Linked DNA regions of Mus musculus: region 1 is linked to region 2. Evidence: chromatin contacts called from public Hi-C data. All regions are on one chromosome and are shown on one strand. Each heading gives the region's core, a stretch centred on a gene start, on an enhancer-like site or on the middle of the called end of the contact. The rest is flanking DNA. Distances are from core to core; before and after follow the strand shown.

The links. Hi-C and Micro-C count contacts between places; a contact is called where the count stands out from the background.
Region 1: a Hi-C map of DN3 thymocytes shows a contact between it and region 2, with 1.8 times the contacts expected there. The contact joins two enhancer-like sites. A contact is called at or near these places in 3 of 15 datasets of contacts at CTCF or cohesin (CD8 T cells, the G1E-ER4 cell line and the NIH/3T3 cell line), 76 of 484 Hi-C or Micro-C datasets (B cells, the Ba/F3 cell line, CD4 T cells and 49 more), 5 of 115 datasets of contacts at active chromatin or transcription factors (astrocytes, bone marrow-derived dendritic cells, embryonic stem cells and 1 more) and 1 of 9 other capture datasets (liver).

The regions. Positions count from the first base shown.
Region 1 is chr11:49,858,205-49,865,396 of GRCm38.p6, forward strand. Mapk9 (mitogen-activated protein kinase 9) reads left to right here. Exons shown (of 12, transcript NM_207692.2): 3 at 5,340-5,469. Among named protein-coding and RNA genes, the nearest start is that of Mapk9, 15 kb to the left of the region's middle. Within about 2 kb of position 3,482, at least 5 of the 459 cell types and tissues checked have an H3K27ac peak or open chromatin away from gene starts, as enhancers often do. A contact at or near this core is called in Th1 cells and regulatory T cells, where this site is marked.
Region 2 is chr11:49,806,864-49,813,425 of GRCm38.p6, forward strand. Gfpt2 (glutamine fructose-6-phosphate transaminase 2) reads left to right here. Exons shown (of 19, transcript NM_013529.3): 3 at 832-930; 4 at 2,171-2,296; 5 at 4,101-4,159; 6 at 4,807-4,941. All of the region lies in intron 3 of Gm36507 (a long non-coding RNA gene), which reads right to left. Among named protein-coding and RNA genes, the nearest start is that of Gfpt2, 16 kb to the left of the region's middle. Within about 2 kb of position 4,363, at least 80 of the 459 cell types and tissues checked have an H3K27ac peak or open chromatin away from gene starts, as enhancers often do. A contact at or near this core is called in Th1 cells and regulatory T cells, where this site is marked.

The DNA.
Region 1 (7,192 bases), core at 2,232-4,731, 50 kb after region 2:
GGTAAGGAGTACCCTAATTTAAAATATTAGTATAGGTAGATCGAACGGGCTTGCCTTTTAGCTTTCTGTAAGCATGAACATTGGTCTGGCTGTACATTTTCTTATTTTCCTCTATAAATATAAACAAACCATAAATAATGTCCAGAATAAAATGTCTTTGAGGCTGTTGATGTGAATGTCTGTGAGATAGGAGACTTGAGTTCTGAGCCCAGTACAGATCTTTGACCCAAGTTCTTTGTGACCTTGGGCAGCCCACTGTGTCTTAATGAGTGTTTACATTTTCACCTCTAAAATAATGGCTTGAAACTTTTGATTCAAGGTGATAAATCAAAGAGCTAAACAAAAGAGAATTACAATCACCAGTGAATGAAAAAGTTCTAATAAATTTCTGCAACATTAAAATAAGTTGGGGTCTTGGTCCAGATAACACTGCAGAGGAAGAGAGTGAGCAGAGGGGTTGTGTGAAACAGGAAAGGGCCTTGAACCACAGAGCTCTGGGGCATGGGAAATGTAGATATCACAATATAGAAAATGAGGATGAGATGGGGGAGGAGGCTAAAGCCAGGAACATTAAAACATCTGTGAAACAGTCCAGTTCCCACCATGTCCACTGTCCTCCATGCTCAGCGTTTGTCCTTACAGGGCTAATAAGATACTGAAGAATCAATATTACACCAAGCAAACCTAGCATAGGAAACCCATCATTGAGGCTTCCCTGTTTCTTGGTCATTTAGATTCTGAGAGAGACTGCTTGAACTGTCCTGTGGCTCGAGAATAGGAATTAGGTCCTGGGGCTCTCTGATAGGGCCTGGGTAACCTCTGCTTTGTTTTGGTGCCACTGAAAGGCCATACCCTAAAAGTAATGGGGTTAACTTGAGTGAGGCACGGCCCCCATCCAGTTATCATTCACTCCTTGAACTTATACAGTGGCGAGTCTAAACTGTTCATGCCCCATGTGCCCAGTAGAAGCAAATATAAATTCTGAAGAAGGATAGCATTGCCCTGGATTTCAGATTACTTCTAGAGCAGCTTTATAAATGCAAGGTCCAACACAATAAAAAAAATGGCTAGGTGCACAGGGAGATAAGACAAAAGGATCAGATCAACAGAAGATTCCAGCATCATTAGATCCAAAATTTTAAATAGCTGTGGTGATATGTTCAAGATGGTAAAAGACCAGATGAAAGCTTTGGTGGAATAACAAGAACTTTAAAAAAGAGAACTAAGTGGAAATTAGATGTGAAAGTGAAAGCTATGGTAATTGAATTACAAACCTAAAAAACATGTTTGCAAATATTAGTTGTAACTGAAGAGAGAGTTAGCAATGTGGAAAATACATCAGCAGAAAATAAAATACTCCTAATGAAGCCGCAGAGACCAAAGAGTAGGAATACAGAAGAGACGATGTGTTAATGTTTTATTCCATAATACATTACCATAAAATTAGTGGTCTAAAATTGCTCACATTGATTACCTGATGGTCATTCTTCATCAGAGAATGCAAATTAAAACAATGTTCTTATGGACATGGTGAAATACATTCAGCCCAAAGGGTAAAAAGTAAGTTCATGATGCAAATGTTGGTGAAAACGTTCACACACAACTCTTAGGCATGGATTCTGGGCACACTGCTGATAGACACAGACACTGATGGAACTACGTCAGAAGAGAGTCTGGTCTTATCTGCTAAAGTAGAATCGGTGCGCTCCCGCTTAGCTCTCTGCATGCATGAGAGGCATGCTGAAAGGACTGCAGCCATGCACATGCATGTCGATGGCAGTGATTCTTGTCATTACTTGAAAAGTGAAAATAACTGAGTTAGTGAGAGCAGCAAGTGACAGTCTCACAAAGGAATGTTATAGCAATGACAGTGAATTCTAGTACTCAGATTCGTGGGTGAGTTATAAATGCAGTGTTGAGTGATAGGTCATAGGCAAAAATAAGAGATAGAGTTATGTGTAACATGTTGAGTTTGTGAGAGCAAGAAAGTGACTGTCTTAAAGCCAAAAGTTAGGCCAATGTTAGTGGTGCACACCTTTAATCCAAGCACTTGGGAAGCAGAAACAAGAGAATCTCTGTGAGTTTGAGGCCAGCCTGGTCTACACAGTGAGTTCCAAGACAGCAAGGACTATGTAGAAAGATCCTGTCTCAAAACAAACAAAAAACAAAAACAAAAAAAACAGAAGCAGAAGTTATTTTCTTTCTTGAATGACAAATGGACAATGATAACAATTGGGAGGGATTGTTAAGGGGACATTTGGAGGCTCCAATAGAGCATGGCTCTTTGTGATATATCATTGAGCAGAGAAACAAAAAAACAAAAGAGTGACTCTCAGATATAAGCCTCCCTCCCCACTAAACAGCACTGAAGCTGGGAGCAGTAGAGCAATGGCCTTAGTGTGTTCTGTGAGGAAATTGATTTTCAGCTTAAAAGACAGACTATCAAAGCCGAAGGCAGAGTAAAATCATTTTGTTGTCTGGGGACATTCCTTAAGGAGTACTCCAACAATGAGACAACACAAGAGCTTGTAATACAAGAGGCCAGATGGAGGATAAGTTCTGTGAAGCAGGCTTTGAGATGTCTTCAGAAAAGGGCTGGGTCAATTCTAAGTGTAGAAGTCTGAGTGGGAGAACACGGTACTGGTGGTGGGCTTTGGAAAATGGCTCTAAGGAAAAAGATGTTTATTAGAACCTTGTGGAAGGAAGTATAGAAAGAGGTGTGGTCTGCTTAGAAACAAAGGCATGGAGTGTTCAAACACTTGATAAACTGGGAGGACGGAGAACCCATTGCCTCCATATAGCAGACATTCTAATTTTGTGTGTATGATTGGCAGCAAGGATTGTGTGATCTTTGGGAAGTGAAGTATAATTTCAGCTCTGCAACTAGTAGTATTTACGTGAGCACATGTACTTTCCGGATGGTTGTCAGTGTTTATAGACAGCTGGGGGAAACAGCACAGAGGCCTAGCTGTCAGTTTAAAATGAAGATGCTAGCAAGCATGACTGTTTAAGACAAAGGTTTGGAGGAAGAGGAGGATAAAGAGATAAAGAGAGCAGGGGAAAGCGTACTAGTCACCTTATGTTATTGGGGAAGAGCAAGGTAAAGTGCATTACAGGAAACCCTGACGTACCATCAAATAAGGCTGTGAGGGTGGGGAGGAGCCAAGTAGGTGGCTAAACCCTCAGTTTCATACTAGGCAGTGTCTGTCCCTTTGAGTTACGAGTTGTTCTGGAGCTGGGACAGGCAGGAGTAGAGGAGCTTGTCTCCATGCGTTTAGAACTAGTTCATTTGAGTAATTTTGTACATCAAAAAATGTTTTATTGATATAGGTATATGTGTTTATTTTATTGCCTTAGTTAGGTTTCTATTGCTGTGATAAGACACCAGAATCTAAAACATGAGGAGAGGAAGAAAGGGGTGCCAGGGCAGGAACCTGGAGGCAGGAACTGAAGCAGAGGCCATGAGGAGGGCTGCGTACTGACTTGCTCCTCCTGGCTTGTTCAGACTGTTTTCGTATACCATCTAGAACCACATACCCAGTGGTAGTACCACCCACGTGAGCTGGGCTTTCCACATAGTCGCTAATCAAGAAAAGGCTCTGCAGTCTAGTGAGGGCATTCACTCAATTCCTTCTAGCAAAATGACTCCAGCTTATCAAGTTGGTAAAAAACTAGCCAGTACATACATACATACATACACACACACACAAAAGAGAAACATAAATATACATACATAAATACACACAGAGAGAACAGAGAGAAACACATGCATATACATACACACATACATAGAGTGCTTCAAATACATATATATTATAAAGTAGCTAAATTCAGCTAATTTACATATACAGTTTTCTTACATGTTTTCTGCAGTGAGAACATGTAACATCTACTTTTTTAAGCAATTTTAAAGAACACAGTATAAGCTGAGTAAGGCAGTTATACACCTTTAATCTCAATACTCCAGAGTCAGGGGGCAAGCAGATAACTGTGAATCCAAGGCCAACCTGATTTACATAGCAAGTTTCAGGAGTACATAGAGAACCTTGACTCAAAGAAGAAAAAGAAAATAAAGAAAAGAAAAAAATTACACAGTGTAGTAGTAGTGTTATTAACTGAAGACACCGTGCTGTTCTGTGTAGCCCTTGAACTCAGTCATTATTCTTGTTTGTCTAAAAATTCAGACAGAATCTTTTGAGATCAGAAAGGTGAATCCAAGAAACACACATACAAGTGTACACATGCACACAGGTTTATTAATGATTTATTTTACAATAGATCTTTATACCATATATTCATATGAGTAGTGAACTTACCTTTGAGCATGTGGGCTCACCTATGACTTGTATATATACATATCCATATAAATGTAATAAATGCAGTGGTTTTCCTTAGACAGTTCCACAATGGCCAGTCTTTAAGTTAAAAACAGGTCTAATTACATTAGAGTTATTGAGCAGAAAGAATTAACAGAAAGGGATAAAGATAAACAATATTACAAATAGAATAAACTCCCAGAAGCGGTGTTTAAGGAGACGCCTGGGCTCCCAGGTTGTACGTAGCAGTCCTGAGCCCTTGTTGAGCCATCAGAAGACCTCTGCATGACGACGCAGTATTGTTAGCTGGAAACCCTAAGACATGTCATCATGCCTCTCGCTCTCCATAGCTAGTCTCTGCAGAAAAATTAACACTGACTTCCATGAAGGGATGTGAGCGCTGGAAACTGGAGCTTCAGATCTTACTCACACTACACAAGGACGCATCACTTCCTGCACGATTTTATATATAGCGAGTGCTTACATTGGGAGTTTGTATCTTGGTAGTTTACCGTGAGCTGAGACTTTGGCTTCTGTTTCCTTTCAGAGTCTTTGGCCTGGGAAAGCATAATCAGTCAAAACAGATTTATTAAATTCCTTCCATGAGCTCAACTATGGCATTTCCAGAATATACTGACATTTTAATCAGTGATAACAAGGAAGTTTTAAATTTCTTGTTGTGTTAAATGGAAAATTTCGTGCCTTGACCTGAGTTTTGTGCTTTGGATTAAATTACCTGGTTCTGAACCTGCTAATCTTAGCTAACTGAAAATTATAAGTAGGAAGAATTGCTGAATCCCTCTCCAGCTGCAGCCAAAAAGCATGGTGCCTCTGGGGAGGGACTAGCCCGTCCAGCCCGGCCACTTCACTTTCTGGATGTACATAAAGCTTGATTGGGGAAGAGCAGAAACATTTCTCCTTGCCTTGTTATTCTCTTTGAAAGACAGTACATCAAATGTATTTCTCCATTGCTATTTTCAAAAGCCATTTTAATAGGCTGTTTATTATATTTCCTAATTATAGTGCTGCTTTTGATACAGTTCTTGGGATAAATGTGGCTGTCAAGAAGTTAAGTCGTCCTTTTCAGAACCAAACGCACGCAAAGAGAGCCTACCGTGAACTCGTCCTCTTAAAGTGTGTCAATCATAAAAACGTAAGTCATGGCGCTCCTTTGTGTGCTTTGATGTTAGTGGTGTGACCAGACCGAAGATTGGCTGATGAGGAGAGAAACTATAAAATAGATTACATTTTTTTCAAAAATTAAAAAATATTCTTTATTACATCTAGTTATTGGGGGGGGGGATGCCACTGCTCACTGTGGAGGTGAGAGGACAAGCTGCCAGGTGAGCCTAATCTTGATACCAACCCTACCCCATCCTAACAGCTAACCCTAACCCTGAGAATAAATAACCTGCCAGAATCAGTCCCTAACCTTGACCCTGACCCTTACCTAACCCCTAACCTTAGCCCTATCACCTAACCCTGACCCTGACCACAATTGGTTCTCTTTAGGAGAGAGGTTCTATGTGGGACTCTGGGATCTCACTCAGGTCAGTTATCAGTTTGTGACAGTGCCTTTACCCCCTTCCCTCTTCTCAGCCCCTGAAAGAGATCAGTCTATGACATCTGTCTCCAGTTTTAGATGAGTGGAGACTACTTAAGATTGTACTAAACAGTTTATGTTCCCCTTTGTCTCAATACTTGTGCTAGACCTCTCTATATGGTGACATTGAGTATGCCACTAAGATCAGTTTATTCTTTTGTCACATTGTATTCTTTTAATTTGGGGGGAAGCTGGGGATTGAATCCAAGCTCTTATGTACACAAGGCAAGTACTCTGCCTCTGAGCCATATCCTCACCTCCACTCAGTTTGGTTTTTGAATTGGTTTTAGTTGGTTCAATGTTTGTTTTATTTTACTCTTCAATTTTGTCACTTTACAAAGATATGTTTATTATTTTTAAAAATTCAGGTAGTATAAGTTAGAAAGCAAAAATCCCTGGGCCTTCAACCACCAGTCACAAGTGTGAGCATTTCAGTAAGCATCCTTGCTTATGTATATTTACATATGTATAAATGAGACCAAGTATGCTACTATTCCTCTTTTTATACCAAGAAGAATGTTGATAAATTTCATACACTTTAATAGACACAACTGTAATATATTTTTAAGTGGCTGTATATACAGATATATAATAATTTAGTTAACAAATTGTGCTGGGTTGTGTTGTTGTTGTTGTTGTTGTTTTTTGTCAACTTGACACAAGCTAGTGTCACCTGGGGAAGGGAACCTCAATTGTGAGAATGCCTTCATCATACTGGCTTATAGGCAAGTCTGTGATTGATGTGGGAGGGCCCAGTGCTCCTAGACTGTGTTTAAAAAACAAGGTGAGCAAGCCGTAAGCTATGTTCCTCCATGGCCTCACCTTCAGTTCCTGCCTCTAGGTTCCTTGCTTGAGTTTCTGCCCTGACTTTCCTTTCTGATAGATTATAAACTATAAGCAAATAAGCCCTGTCTTCCCCAGGTTTGGCTACAGTGTTTTATAACAGCCATGGAAAGCAAACTAAGATACACATAATTTTGTTGGGTAGATTATTTCCAGTTTTGCTTTTTCTGTTAGAAGCCATGGTGTAATGAATGCCCTCTTCATACAACTTGGTCTACATATCCAGGCAGGTTATTGCTAGCCAAACAATCAGCCTAGCCCCGGTTTTCATACACGCTGACAAGCTGACGTCAGGGCGCACTGTCAGCTATGCTTGATGGGAGGCTTCTGAGGGCACATCTTCCTTCACATTCACCAGCACTGGCTGATACTGGTTTTGCTTTTCTTTCTGCCAGTCTGCTACATGACAAATAATCTTATCTTAATCTGT
Region 2 (6,562 bases), core at 3,113-5,612:
TACCTAATGCAATGTAAATGTGATGTGAGTATTTCTTACAATGCTTTGTTTCTGAGATAACAACAAGAAAAAAATCTGCCCGTGTTCAGTACAGGTGGAATTTCTTTGTTGGAGAGTATACATGTGTTTGAGCACACCTGTGTATCTGTGATGGCACGTATGCATGTGTGCATGGAGGTCAGAGGTCCATTTAATTTTTTAAGAGAATGTTTTTCATTGACTTGGAACTGGTAGTTTGGGAAATGGCCTGTGGGTTCCCAGGACCCAACTGTCTCTACCTCTGTAACCTTGGAATTACAAGCATGCAGCAAGCACCATGCCTGGCTTTATTATTATTATTATTATTATTATTATTATTATTATTACAAGCATGCAGCAAGCACCATGCCTGGCTTTATTATTATTATTATTATTATTGTTGTTGTTGTTGTTGTTGTTATTATTATTATTATTATTATTATTATTATTAATGTGTATTCTGGAGATTGAACTCAGGTCCAACTGATCTATCGCCTTAGCCCCTATGTTATTTTTCAAGACTTTTGATAATCTGTCTCTTGGTTGGTCATGGATACGAAGCCTCAGAAAAAGATAGCAAATTGCACCTTTTGGTGACAAAAATTCAACATGAAAAATAATGTTTATGTTCTCAATTTTATAGTTCTAAAATAAGAACTGCTCTCCAGTGATGGCGGTGTGAACAGTGGTTGCTGGTTTGGGGTAGTAAAATTGAAGGGAATTGAAGGGAATTGAAAATATGGGGCTCTTTTTCAGTATTTCTGTGGGTCATGCTGGTTCAGGGATCAGAACTCAGTGTTCTCTGTAAACTAGGGGTTGCCATTGATGGGAATAACCACGAAGTCAAAGAAAGACACATCCATCTTGTGAAGAAAAGGGGGAAAGTAAAGGCTCTGGATGAAGAACTTTACAGTAAGTAGAAAATGAAGGACTTTACAGTAAGTAGAAAATGAAGGACTTTACAGTAAGTAGAAAATAGTCTGTGTCAGAGTGATGCCTGGCGCATAGACCCTTGAAAATACATTATTGCCAACAGCATTCAAGACTGAAAAAGTGGTAATGCATCTATATTTGGATGATTATAAGGAGTGTTAGGGCCAAGTTGTAAGACTGTCTCATGAAATGTAGGAGGTTTTATTTTAAGCAGTTACACGTGGACATGAAAACCTATTTTAATAGTTACGTCTTTATTTTAATCATTCTGGCATACAACATTGCTTTTCTATTTATATTAGAGATGCAGCACTTTCTTTCCTAAGTCAACTTATTTTGATTAGGAAATAAGGGTGAGGTATGTGGCCCAAGCCTGGAATCCCAGCACTTGGGAGGCTGAGACAGGAATATTGCTACCAGTTTGAGGCCAGTTTGGTTTATGTAGTGAGTTCCAGGACCACATAGCAATAATCCGGCTCAAAAGGGGGAAAAGGGTTCAGTTACTGATAAACACTATGTAAAACTTAACATTGATAGTACCCAGATGCTGTGGATCCCTGGGCTGCCATGTGTGTGACTGACATTAAAGATGGGCCATTAGTGAAGATGGTGTCTATTAAAATGGAACCACCTTGCCATAGTGGTGGCCTGCCAATGCTTTCTTTTTCCCTCTTGAGACAGGGTTTCTCTGTGTAGCTCTGGCTGTCCTAGAACTTACTATAGACCAGGCTGGCCTTGAACTCAGAGACCCACCTGTCTCTGTTTTCCCAGAGCTGGAATTAAATACGTGTGTGTGCCACTTCCACCTGGCTACCAATGCTTGTTTTTAAAGGTACAGACAGTATCTGGGGAGATGTCTTTGTTTGCCACACAAGCCTGAGAGCCAGAGTTCAATTCCCAGCACCTCTGTAAATGTCAGGCAGGCGTGACATTAATTCCCGCTGTCAAAAGGCAGAGACAGAGGATCCGCCAAGCAAACGGACTAGCCAGACTGGTCACTGTAGATGAGCTCTGAGTTTAACACAAGACCATGCCTCATGAATAAGGCAGCCAATGAACAGGAAAAACACCCAGCATCAACCTTGAGCCTCCACACACATGCATACATATGAAACTGTGCATGTATACACCACATGGACACATGCATGTAAACACACATGCACACAAACATACATGCACAGCACACACCAACACAGCAACTGCTTTTCTTTCTGTTTAGAGCAAGATAGCATGGACTTGAAGGTGGAGTTTGAGACACACTTCGGCATTGCCCACACACGTTGGGCCACCCACGGGGTTCCCAATGCTGTCAACAGTCACCCGCAGCGTTCGGACAAAGACAATGGTAAGTAGAGCCTGTTAAGGATGTTTCTACCTCTCCCTGAATGACCTGTCAGAGATGATCCTGGCCAGAGTGCCTCCCATGCCTACCTACCTCAAGCTGAACTTTTTCCCTCTGCCCAGTCCTCCTGATACAATCTAAGCATCTCCCCGGTGGGCCACATGGCGAGGCCCATTCGGTCCAACACTTGATCCCCTGGGTACTGTTGACCTAGGTATGCACAGGAAATGATGGCATTTTACCATAAGGGCTACTGGCTCTTTGGAATTCATTCCAAGAGTGGAGGATAGCAGTGCATTAGTTCATTTTCCATCACTGTAACAAAATACTTGAAGCTGAGTAGTTTACAAAGAAAGGATTATTTAGGTCGTAGTTCTAGGGGCAGAAAGTTCATGATCAGGAAGTGCATCTGTAACAACTCAGGATCCCATGGAAACTCTTATTAGTGTCTTCCGGAAGCACGTCTCCAGTAACCTCCCAGTATACTTCATCTCCTAGAGGTCCTAGCACTTGTCAATCACCACTCTGAGAATCCAGCGTCATGAACTGTGCTTTTGAAGGCTACATTCAACCCATAGCAGACACTAGGAGACAAGCAAAATACTCTAGAAGGCTAGGACCATAAAGAGCACCCAGAGCACCTTTTCCATGCAGCAGAGTTCATCTTCCTCTCCCACAAAGAGTGGTTCTGGGAGGCAGAGCCTCGAGGATCCCTCAAGCTCACTGGCCAGCCAGGCCAGCCAAGTCAGTGAACTCTAGGTTCTGTGAGGGACCCTGGCTCAAAAAACTAAGGTAGAGGGGCCTGCCAGATGCATCAGCTTGCAAAAGTTCCCACTGTGAAATTCCGATGAGCCAAGTTGAAGCCCTGGAACATACATAAGGGTGGGAGGGAGAACCAACTCCAGATGGTTGTCCCCAATTTTCACACATGTGTCATGGCATGCACACATGCACCCCCAACACACACACACACACACACACACACACACACACACACACACACATCTATAAACTTCCAGTTTGTGACTCCCCTTTAAGAACTAAAGCTTAGTGCAGGAGAGATGAGTCGGCAGCTCAGAGCAAGAGCAGCAGCCACTCCTCCAGAGGACCCAGGTTCAATCCCCAGCACCTGCATAGCTGCTCAGAACTGGCTGATTCTAGTTCCAGGGCATCTGATGTTCTCTTTTGGCTTCCAGAGGCCCCAGGCATGCATGTGGTCCACAGATAGGCACGCAGGAAAAATACCCATACACACAAAATAAAATGATTTATTTAAAAAGGAGAAAGTACTAAAGACGGTTGGGAATGTCTGGAAATATTTGTGGATAATGAGACATAAATAATTGTGGAAGCTGGAAGCCTTTTTAATATCCAGTGGCAGAGTTCTATGCACGGTCAGGTGCTGGGTGCTCATCACTGACAGGTAAGACCAAGTCACGGGAAACATCAGTCTTAAGCCCTGCAAATGGAACCCGCTTACCACCCGTCTCAGGGAAGAGTTTCCAGTTTTCTTTTTCTTTTTTTTTTTTTAAAGATTTATTTATTTATTATATGTAAGTACACTGTAGCTGTCCTCAGATACTCCAGAAGAGGGCATCAGATTGCATTAAGGATGGTTGTGAGCTACCATGTGGTTGCTGGGATTTGAACTCTGGACCTTCGGAAGAAAGCAGTCAGGTGCTCTTACCCACTGAGCCATCTCACCAGCCCCGAGTTTCCAGCTTTCATTCCTGTAGTGTCTAGCCTGAACTTCCTTGCAGTTCATTTTGAACGCTCATTCCTCTTCTCCCGCAAACTCTCCTTGCAGAATTTGTTGTCATCCACAACGGGATCATCACTAATTACAAGGATCTAAGGAAGTTTCTGGTAAGGGGCTTTCCCTCGGGCAAACCCAGTCTGATTCAGCCCCGATCATCCCCCTGACACTTTCACCTAGCCTGTTTCCCCTCAGTGACAAGCACAGGAACTGAGTGAGACGCACACTGGGCCGTGTCACAGTCCCTAGTGTGAGCCTTAGCCTCAGCTCAGCCACTGTGCGCAGACCTTGTCCGGGAGATAGCAGGGCGTTAGTGTTTATCTTGAGGGCTGCTGTGGTTTTACAGAATCAAAATAACATGTGCTAGGTTTCACAGAGTAGCTTGTGCTATGTGACACACTGACTCTGACACCATGCGGACCGTGGGGTGGGGAGGCGGATGGTGAGTGTCTGCAATATGGTGTGACTTGGGATGTGAGTGAGTCAACATATTTTATCATCATTGCTGCTGTGTTGCAATGTCCAGATTAACAGTGAAGACAGACTCCTGAGGAGGGATGGTCTCTGGGAATAAGAGGGTGACTCAGAGGTGTTTGGCTGCTGGGTTCTGGCAGACATTTCTTGTCCCTTCCCAGTTTTGCTTATTTCCCTTCAAGTTATGCCTTAAGTCATATCTTAAGGGACTAGAGGGAGTTGGCCCCACCAGCATTGCACAATGACCAAAATCTGTCACCCTGCGTATAACCCCTTATTCCAGGAAAGCAAAGGCTACGAGTTTGAGTCAGAAACAGACACGGAGACCATCGCCAAGCTGATTAAATATGTATTTGACAACAGAGAGACTGAGGACATAACGTTTTCCACATTGGTCGAAAGAGTCATTCAGCAGTTGGTGAGTTATGGGTCCCATCTGTCTAAACACACCTTTATTTTTCATAAGCACTTGTACAAATTTGCACAAGGTCCTGAGGGTGGAAGATAGTTCGTCCATAGCATGTACTTATGATGTTACATTCCTGTGGAATCTGGAGAAAGCCCAGCTTGGGGTCTGAGTATTAAACAAAACGTTTACTTCATTTTAGCCCCACTGAGATGGTGGCTGGCCTTCTAATCTATGATTTTTTTTACAACGTGGGTTGTGCGCATGTGCGAACTTATCTGTTGCGGTTCATGGTTTCCTGTCTAAAGTTGAATCGTATGCATTGTTATGTGCTAAGCAGACGAATTTGACTGATATTGCAGACTTGGAATTGTAGTCTCTCTTTCTTGTCAGTAAAACAGTCAAGGGAAGAAATGTCCACAATTGATTACAGAATGGAAATGGTAAAGGAAGGAGAGGAAGGGAGGGAGGGAGGGAGGGAGGGAGGTGGATGTTCATTTATGAGTACACAGGAATAGATTTCTGAGTTATGCAAAGAGTGCATAGAGACAGCTGTGGGACAAGAGATGTTCTTAGTTCCCAAAGAAGACTGTGGTTTTAAGAGAGAGGGGACCAGAGCACAGGGAACTGTTGAAGGGAGTGGCCCAGCACAGTCAGCAAGAGAAACTAGTGGCACATGGAACAGTTAGATTCCAGAACAGCTACTCTCAAAGATGAATAGACACAGGGGTGTGGGGGTGGAGTCATCCAGGGGAACAGGCATGGGGGCTTAGAGGCTTGTCTGAGGAGGAAAACCGCTCTTAGAGGAGGCAGAGCAGGAGGCCTGTGTGAGATGGGAGGCAGCAAAGAGGCATCCATACATCTCAGAGCCCATCCCCAACGAACCATGGCACCCAAGGCCACGGATCCTGGAAATAGTGTTCAAGGCCCAGAATCTGGGACACACTGGATCAGAGACTGCTGTGGTTTTAGATATGCCAGCCTTCAGTGAACACTTTCAGAGTGAATCTACTGCCAAAACCCTTTGATCTATGCCATCCTCTTTTGGGGGGGTGTCCATAATTTAGAGGACAAATTTCTAAATCATAGCATCTTCTACAGTGTCATACCTTGGTATGGAATACCAAGTACCAATTCCAATCTGGTTCCAAGATCCTCACTAGATACATGAGTCAAGTTTCACATAAACTGTCATAGTATTTGTATGTAATGTGTGCCCATCCCCATGTGTGTTTTAATCATTTCTAGATTGTTTATCATACCTAGTACAATGGAACCATGTAGATAGTTGTTATGCTACATTGAATACTCCAGGGACCAGTGACAAGAACAAGTCTGTGCATGTTCACTGTCTTAGTTAGGGTTTTACTGCTGTGAACAGACACCATGACCAAGGCAACTCTTATAGGGACAACATTTAATTGGGGCTGGCTTACAGGTTCAGAGGTTCAGTCCATTGTCATCAAGGTGGGAACATGGCAGCATCCAGGCAGGCATGGTGCAGGAGGAGCTGAGAGTTCTACATCTTCATCTAAAAGCTGCTACCAGAATACTGGCTTCCAGGCAGCTAGGATGAGGGTCTTAAAGCCACAGGGACACACCTACTCCAACAAGACCACACCTACTCCAACAG